Regions from separate parts of the Mus musculus genome. Here regions 1 and 2 are each linked to region 3. A link is a contact called in public HiChIP or PLAC-seq and promoter capture Hi-C data. All regions are on one chromosome and are shown on one strand. The core of a region is the stretch at or near the end of the contact, and the rest is flanking DNA. Distances in the headings are between cores, read along the strand shown. Region 1 has its middle 11 kb from the start of Gm36109. Region 2 holds the start of Sqstm1 (sequestosome 1). Region 3 holds the start of Scgb3a1 (secretoglobin, family 3A, member 1).

Evidence for each region. Promoter capture Hi-C pulls out the DNA fragments that hold promoters and counts their contacts. HiChIP or PLAC-seq counts read pairs in DNA pulled down with a chosen protein or histone mark.
Region 1: a contact with region 3 is called in an H3K4me3 HiChIP or PLAC-seq map of bone marrow-derived macrophages, with 8 times the contacts expected there. The contact joins the enhancer-like site here to the promoter of Scgb3a1 in region 3. A contact is called at or near these places in 4 of 39 promoter capture datasets (the 3T3-L1 cell line, liver, stem cell-derived epiblast-like cells and 1 more) and 3 of 115 datasets of contacts at active chromatin or transcription factors (bone marrow-derived dendritic cells, bone marrow-derived macrophages and embryonic stem cells).
Region 2: a promoter capture Hi-C map of pre-B cells shows a contact between it and region 3, with 2.7 times the contacts expected there. The contact joins the promoter of Sqstm1 here to the promoter of Scgb3a1 in region 3. A contact is called at or near these places in 1 of 39 promoter capture datasets (pre-B cells) and 1 of 9 other capture datasets (embryonic stem cells).

Annotation. Positions count from the first base shown.
Region 1 is chr11:48,786,667-48,789,366 of GRCm38.p6, reverse strand. No RefSeq gene overlaps it. Among named protein-coding and RNA genes, the nearest start is that of Gm36109, 11 kb to the left of the region's middle. Within about 2 kb of position 1,421, at least 199 of the 459 cell types and tissues checked have an H3K27ac peak or open chromatin away from gene starts, as enhancers often do. A contact at or near this core is called in bone marrow-derived dendritic cells, bone marrow-derived macrophages, embryonic stem cells and 2 more, where this site is marked.
Region 2 is chr11:50,209,401-50,212,100 of GRCm38.p6, reverse strand. It overlaps Sqstm1 (sequestosome 1), which reads left to right and starts at 1,281. Exons shown (of 8, transcript NM_011018.3): 1 at 1,281-1,548. The coding sequence starts at 1,344.
Region 3 is chr11:49,662,186-49,664,885 of GRCm38.p6, reverse strand. Scgb3a1 (secretoglobin, family 3A, member 1) reads right to left here and starts at 1,291. Exons shown (of 3, transcript NM_054037.2): 1 at 1,171-1,291; 2 at 281-516. The coding sequence starts at 1,225.

The sequences.
Region 1 (2,700 bases), core at 172-2,671, 880 kb after region 3:
AGTGCTTGGAATTACTGGTCTTGCCTCTGTGTAAGTTATTTAATGTGCTATCTCAGAGGCATATTTATTACTTATCACATCTTTATCATCTTTTTTTTGGTGCTGGGAGTCAAACCTAGGCAACAATTTTTATTTGTTTATTTTATTTTATTTTGGTTTTTCAAGACAAGGTTTCTCTGTATAGCCCTGGAACTTACTCGGTAGACCAGGCTGGCCTCGAACTCAGAAATCCACTTGCCTCTGCCTCCCAAGTGCTGGGATTAAAGGCGTGTGCCACCATGCCCGTTTTTTTTTTTTTTTTTAATTAAATAACTTGTGAGCAAGTTGGGCATCTTGGGGAACTTGGGGTTCCTTTGCCATTTTGGATGATTCATTTTATAGTTTGTACATTAAACTATGCGTAAGCGGCCTGTGAGGAAGCTCAGAGGGTAAAGCACTCATCAGGCAATAAACGGACACTCCAAGAAGCATTCTGTTCTACCGGGCACAAAAAGGCACAGCAAGCAAGCAAACATTCCAAAATCTCCGTCTGTGGAGCTTAGTGCTGCCACCTTGTGTCCGCTTTGGTTCCCAGTTCTCATTAGTAAATTAAGCACAAAATCTCCCCCCCCCCCCTTTTTTTTGTCTCTGTGTCTGATTTCCCTCTCTCCCTCTCCCTCTCCTCCCTCATCAAAAGACAACGCGCAAAAGTGGGTTCTATTCCCTTTGTCGTTTGGGAGGTACTTGGGGATCAACCTTAAGTAGTCAGGCTAGGCTTGAGGCAAGCACGTTATCCACTGAGCCCTGTCGCCAGCCTTCGTTTGAATTTTAGTTTAGTATTTTTTCATATGAGTAGGACATTATATTGATTTTTATTTCAAAATATATGGGAGGGGAGGCCCTTGGTCCTGGGGAGGTTTGATGCCCCAGCATAGGCGGATGCTGAAGCGGTGGGGTGGCGGTGGTGGTGGGTGGGGGTGTACTCTCATACAGGCAAAGAGAAGGGGGAGGGCAGATGTGGCATGGGTGGTTGGTGGAGGGATAACCAGGAAGTGGGATATCATTTGAGATATAAACGAATGGAATGATTAATAAAGAAAATGCTACTTGTGATCCCTTTTGCCCAAGAATCTTTTAGGCAACCTGGGATAGGAAAATATATTAAGTATATTTGTTGCTTTTCTGTTGCTGTGACAAAAATGCCTCTAGCCCAAAGCAGCTTAAGGAAAAATGGGTTTGCTATGGTTCCAGGGGCATAGAGTCCATATGTTGGCGGGAGACAGGGGCTGCAGGCAGAACTGTGTGTGTGTGTGTGTGTGTGTGTGTGGTGTAAGCCGGCTGGTCATGTGTTCATTTGCCGAGGGGGTGGGGATCAAGAGAGTGAGAGTGAGACTGAAAGCAGGAAGTGCAGTCAGGCCATCAACTCTCAGAACCAGCAGCTCCCAATGACGCACTTCCTCCAGCAAGGCTGATCTGCCTAAAGGTTCCACTACCTCCCCAAACAGCACCAACTGGGGAACAAGTGTTCAAATACAAGAGCCTGCCGGGCATGGTGGCACACGCCTTTCATCCCAGCACTCAGGAGGCAGGGGCAGGCGGATTTCTGAGTTCGAGGCCAGCCTGGTCTACAGAGTGAGTTCCAAGACAGCCAGGGCTATACAGAGAAACCCTGTCTCAAAACAAAACAAATACAAGAGCCTATGGAAGACATGTCTTACTGAAATCACACAGTAGGTCTATAAAATAGAGATAAGGATAAAACATTTACTGATAACAAATCACAAAAGATCTATTTCACGGCCAGTGAGATGGCTCAGCTGTAAGGTACCAAGCTTAATGAGCTGTGTTTGATGCCCAGGACCTTTTCAGCAGAAAGAAATAACTGATTTCCTCAAGTTGTCGCCAGTGTCCACATGTATGCTGTATCCACATGGATGGCTGTAATGACAGTTAGTTAGTTAACCATCGATTTATCTATTTCTTTAGTTGTGGGGTCTCACTTTGTATTCCTGGCCTGCCTGGGATACAAAGTGCGTCACTGAGTTCCATCTGCCTGTGCTTTCCCACTGCTGGGAGTAAAGGTGTGCATCACAGCCCAGCAGAATGTGTGCAGACTTTAAAAAAAACGAAACCCAAACTTAGCCTTTTTAGTTTGTTTGTTTTTGCATATTTTGCGGGTGGGGCTCAAGACAGTCTCTTTGTGTAGCCTTGGATGTCCTGGAACTCAAGGAGATCCGTCTGCCTCTGCCTCCCAAGTGCTGGAATTCAAGGTGTGCACCATCACCGCCCAACTAGGAGAGCTGTGAAATTCTGTTCATTTTTAAAAAATGAGATGTAGAAGTTATGTAATAAACCCAAGGCCATTCACTTAAGAAATCAGTGAAGATTTAGACCCAGGCCTACTTCACTCCAGTCTCTGCTCTTAGACCCATGCTAGTTTTGTATACTTTTTTTTTTTTTTTTTTTTTTTTTTTTTTTGGTTTTTCGAGACAGGGTTTCTCTGTGTAGCCCTGGCTGTCCTGGAACTCACTTTGAAGACCAGGCTTGCCTGGAACTCAGAAATCCGCCTGCCTCTGCCTCCCGAGTGCTGGGATTAAAGGCGTGCGCCACCATGCCCTGCCAGTTTTGTATTTTTTAGTGAAAATATTGGAACCTAAATGTGTATGGCAAAAGGACAGGTTTTGCTAGATATTTTGATGACTTGAGTGGTAATTTGTGTGT
Region 2 (2,700 bases), core at 32-2,531, 550 kb before region 3:
TTCCTGGTTTTGGCGTTTGTATTGGGGGTTGAACCTAAGATGTAACACATACTAGGCAGGTGCTCTGTCACTGAGCTATATCCCTATGCACCAAATTCCCATTAATGATATCTCCCGGGTATATCCCTACTAAGCTAAATCCTCATGACCTGTATCCCTACTAAGCTAAATCTCTATAAGCTGTATCCCTACTAAGCTAAATCTCCTGTATCCTTACTAAACTGTATAGCCAGATTCTTTATTCCCGCCCCCCAGCACCCAGACTTTTTTTCTTTCTTAGAAGCCTCATGCAGCCAAGGCTGGCTTTGAACTCTGGAACCTCTGACCTCCCAAGTACTAGGATCACTTTCTATTTTGAAACAGTTTCACCAAGTTGCTCAAGCAGAATATCTTGAACTTGGTCTTTTCCTGCCTCAGCACCTCAAACAGCTGGAATAACCAACCTGTGGCACAGGACTGGCTATAGCTTGTATTTTGGTTCCTAGATGGAGGGCAGGTGGTCTGATCCCTTTGTGCTTTGAAGCCACTAAGGCCTGAGATACATGTACCTTCCGAGAGAGAGAGAGAGAGAAAGAGAGAGAGAGAGAGAGAGAGAGAGAGAGAGAGAATATGAATGTGTGTGTATGTGTGTGTGTGTCTGGGCTGCAGTGAGGAATCTCTGGTTGCAATGAACAGGTTGTGACTACTGCTGCCTCTGGAGCCCTGGCTACCCCTCTTACAGGGTGGGTTTGTGAGAAGTCACCAGTGCTTGTCCAACACCTCTCAACCTGATCTTTGTTAAATTGGGTGAGGCCTAAGATGGTGGGTGATGTTCCTTTATTCAGTGAGGGGCTGGTCATGGTGGATGCCTGGAAGGGGGTGGGAGTGGGGGCTACTACCGGGGACACTATGTTTAGGAGGGTCGGAATAGCATCCTGTGAGACAGCCTGTTTGGCTAAAAGAATGGCTACCTGACAGTAGACATCTGTGTCCTCCTAGCTTCTGGGCCGTACATCCCCCCTGGCTTGGGGACGACACTGCTGAGTCATAGGCAGGCCCAAGCCTGGGAGGTACCTAGGCTCGATACTTACGGGTCCTTTTCCCAACGACTTGAGGCTGAGGCTGGTCTCTTGTGGTCACCCATGTATTCGGTGGGAAAGAAAAGAGTAGGCAGTGGGGTCGTCTCGACCCCGTACCTTTCAAGGGTCCCATCAAGGGGGCTCCAGCGGCCGCCCCAGCCTAGGGGAGGGGCGGGGCTCATAGAGGCTCCGCCCCCACGAGGCGGGGCTCCCCCGTTTTCTATAAAAGCTGGGCTCTCGGCGCCGCCGCTGCCCAGCTGTTTCGTCCGTACCTAGACCGCGGTTATGGCGTCGTTCACGGTGAAGGCCTATCTTCTGGGCAAGGAGGAGGCGACCCGCGAGATCCGCCGCTTCAGCTTCTGCTTCAGCCCGGAGCCGGAGGCGGAAGCCCAAGCCGCGGCCGGCCCGGGGCCCTGCGAGAGGCTGCTGAGCCGAGTGGCTGTGCTGTTCCCCACGCTGAGGCCTGGCGGCTTCCAGGCGCACTACCGCGGTGAGGGCCTGGGGCGGGGAAGCCAACCTCCCCCGCCAGGGAGTAGTAGGTCTGGGCGAGGACGAGGCGGCGTGTCCTCTGGCTCCCCGCGGGGACAGGGTGGTCAGGCGGCCGCTCAGGTTACATCTAACATCCAGCGGTTCGCTTGCTCCCCGTAACGCCCGGTGGTGGGTTCAGTTAAAGCCCCGGAAGACCTGGGACCAGGCAGACGTGGAGGAGGGGTGGAGAGGAGTGACGCGGATAAATAAGCAGCGGGGGCGGGGTGGGGCAGCCCGTGGGAAGGGAGGTAGGGGACCCCGGAACTAGCTCAGTCTCTTGCGTTGGAGTGGCTGGTGGCTGCATGGGGTGGAGCTAGAGGTTGTTGACAAGAGACGAGTGGACAAGACCCTCCCTGTGGGAGGGAATGGTTTTGCGATCTCTATGGAGGACTGTGGGTAGGCCAGGTTGGTTGGTCAGTCTCTCTCTTTTCTGAAATAAAGCCACGTAGCCTGATTGGCCTGGAATTCACGAGTGGTTTAGGCCGTCCTCAATCACTCCAATCCTCTTGTCTCAATTTTCTAGTGCAGGAATCACAGGGACTACTGGACAGAAAATTTTCAGTGTAACTGCGTTATAACCTAGGACCTGTGCAATTCACCCAGTAAAAGTGTATAACGATTATTCTTTCGTATTAGCAGAGACAGGTCTTACTATATGGCCGGGATGGCCTGTATCTCTAAATTGTCCTTCTGAGTCATCTTTGTGCTAGGCATCCAGTCCAGGGCTTCATGCATGTTAGGCCCTCGAGCAACTGAGCTACCTCCCCAGCTCCTTGCATTTAAAAAAAAAAAATGAGTTGTATAACTATTTTCACATTCGGCTTAGAATCTCTTCATTGTTTTATAAATTTTATTTATATATTACATAAAAATTATATAACAATTATTGTAATAATTATTATTTTATTATATAATTTTTTTCCTGTTTGTCATCTTGTATCCTTTCCAGTTCCAGGCAATGGCTGGTCTACTTTAGTATTCATTTTACTATTAGGAATTAGAACACATTAAAATGGCTTTTTTTTTTTTTTTTGGTTGCTTTTTCAAGACAGGGTTTCTCTAGGTAGCTTTGGCTGGTCTGTAGACCAGGCTGGCACAGTGAATCTTTGTTCAT
Region 3 (2,700 bases), core at 42-2,541:
CTCAAGACAGGAAGGCATAGTAGCTGGTTCTGGGGAGGGTCTCTGTAAAGCCCATAGGGAGAGAGCCTTAGGACAAACGTCATGGCTGGCTGGCAGCCACTTGCGAAAGGTAAACCCTGAACAACTCTTTGGAGTCTTCCCAGTTTTGTTAGGATATGGCTTGCTGGAGCAGATCAGGAAGCAAGGCTCTCTCTCTCTCTCTCTTTCTGATGTGGAAGGTGTCTGGGGAGGGGTAACCACCCAGGAGGAAGTAACCACGAAAGGAAGATGCCCATGTTACCAGCAGTGACTTCACAGCTCCTACAGCCTCAGGGCCCAGCTCGGTGACACACTTCCTGGATCCCTCTATGAGAGGATCCAATGGGATGCCCATGCTGGCCAGGATGAACCTCAGGATGGCCAAGTGGCTTAATGGTAGGCTAGGCACAGCCCCTGCCACAGCCTCTGCAGCTGGAGCAAGGGCGGCCACGGGTTCTACCGCAGGCTTGGCCAATGAGTCCATGAAGAAAGCAACACCTGCCAATACAAACAGAGAACCTAGGGCCTTCTCAAAGATTCTGAAGACCTAACTCCTCCAGGGAGGGCACCCAAGGGAGAAGTCATAGCCACCCTCCTACTTCTTGATTGATGGCTGCCCTGTGTCAAGGGAGATGCCAACAGAAGTTAGGAAAGGTGGCCATATATTGGGCCCAGGAAGGAGATGGCTACAGAGAGAGAGCCATAGGAGATGGGTAAGGTTTTTAGAGTTGGGGACATTCATACTGTGCCTTGCTGATTGTGGGGACATTAACCAGGTTGAGAGCAGATGGGATGGGTGGCATCAATCCAGGGCTGGCCCTTGAAGATGTCATCAGACTAGTGGGTGAGCTGAAGGTGAGTAGGTGGATATGTGAGTGAGAGGCAGCTCGGAGGCTCAGGTGGGACTCAGGTTGCGCTGACAGCAGAAAGCTTTAAAGGATCATAGGAAAAATAGAGGAAACCCTGGAAGGGATAAGCAGAGGAGCATCTGGGTTCCCCTGTAGACAACTCTGCTAGAATAGCTCCCATCAACATCTGCACAAGAGTGAAGGCTATATGGTAAAAACCAGCTGGAGCAGTCAGTGGCCAGGAAAAAGCAGGTAACAATGGCAGATCCTCCATAGGAGATACTAAGCCCCCAAGGGAACTCACCAGAGTCACTGAGCAGAGCCACACAGAGCACTAGAAAGGTGGTGGTAAGCTTCATGGTAGAATGAGTCTCAGAAGATGCTCCCAGGACCTATAAGACAATCTTCCTGAAGCCTGGCTCCGATGGGTTCATATATCCAGGAGTGGAACCTCACCCTCCTGGGAACTGTGTTGTTTGCTCAGCTAACAGGCAGAAAGGCAGCCAACTTCCTCTTATGGTCAGTGGACCCTGGGAGGCTCGCATATCCCACCTCAGTCCTGAGGATTTCCTCTTGGCAGGGTCTCCTGAACTCAAGTGCTAGGCCTTTCTTCCAGGAACCACGGATGCCCTTTGTCTTCATAGGGCCCACCCAGGCCTACACCTTGATAATGTGGTCTGACTCCGCCTCAACCTTGTCACGGTACAGGTCAGGGGCCCATGGCTCGGTGGGAACAGGCTCCCCACGGGCGATTATGTAGGTTCTGGGTCTGGAAGCATGAAGAGCACGGGGTGAATCAGCAGGTCCCAGGGACTCTAGATCTCTCAATGAGCTATTGGTCCCTGGTCCCAGACTATGGAAATGACACACCATGACAGTCTTCTCAGCTCCTGCTGGTCTGAGAGCACCAATCCATTGAGCCAGAAAGGAATGCCTAATAGCCTGGCTGGGCAACTGGGCCTTACTCCTGGCTACATATTTAGTTGGGCCACAGGTAGCTGCTAATGATAAAGGGGGCGGGGGAGAGGGGCTGTGACATTTTTCTGTCTTTTAAATCACTCTCAAAGGCAGCAGATGAGCTTGGTATATTTCAGTTTCTCTAAAAGCCCTTTCTTGTCTACCACCCGCAGAAATGTAGTAGAGAACGAAGCACGGATACCCTTCCATTAGGCTCATTAGTGGGAAGCTGTGACTTCCAGCATTTTAGAATGGCTCCGTCTCAGAAGTTGAGCATGCCTTGACTTTTGTAGCTGGGAGGAAAGGGTCTCCCGCGGCCCCTGGGCTGCTGTGAAGACTGCAGATCCCACCTGTTTCCAGCCCGTGGCTTGCGAGCATGCTGACGTTGTCTCTGCCTATTCCTTAGTCTTTTCCTTATTGCTTTGTCTGGGAAGCGTTTGTTAGTTACCATGGAAGTAATTTCGGCGGGAAATTAGTTTTCAGCTTGTGAGGTTGCACCTCCTTTCAATGGTTTTCTGGAAGGAACGCTGCCTGTAAGCGTCCATCTGTGTGAATGTAGAGGGCGCCACTGCCACACCCAGAATACCCCGAGCCTCTTCCTCTGAAGGGCGCATCTGAGATGTGGACATTGCTCTGAAAAGACAAGCCCAGTTGGCCTGACAGCGGTGTCCCCCAAAACCATCGTTTCACTTTCTGTGACAACTGTAGTCCAAGAACATTAAACAGAAAATCCCACAACTAACAGTTCTCAACTTTCCCAGAATTTTTATCAGGTGTAACCCACCTTGCTTTCTTGCTTTTCTTCTTCTTCTTCTTCTTCTTCTTCTTCTTCTTCTTCTTCTTCTTCTTCTTCTTCTTCTTCTTCTTCTTCTTCTTC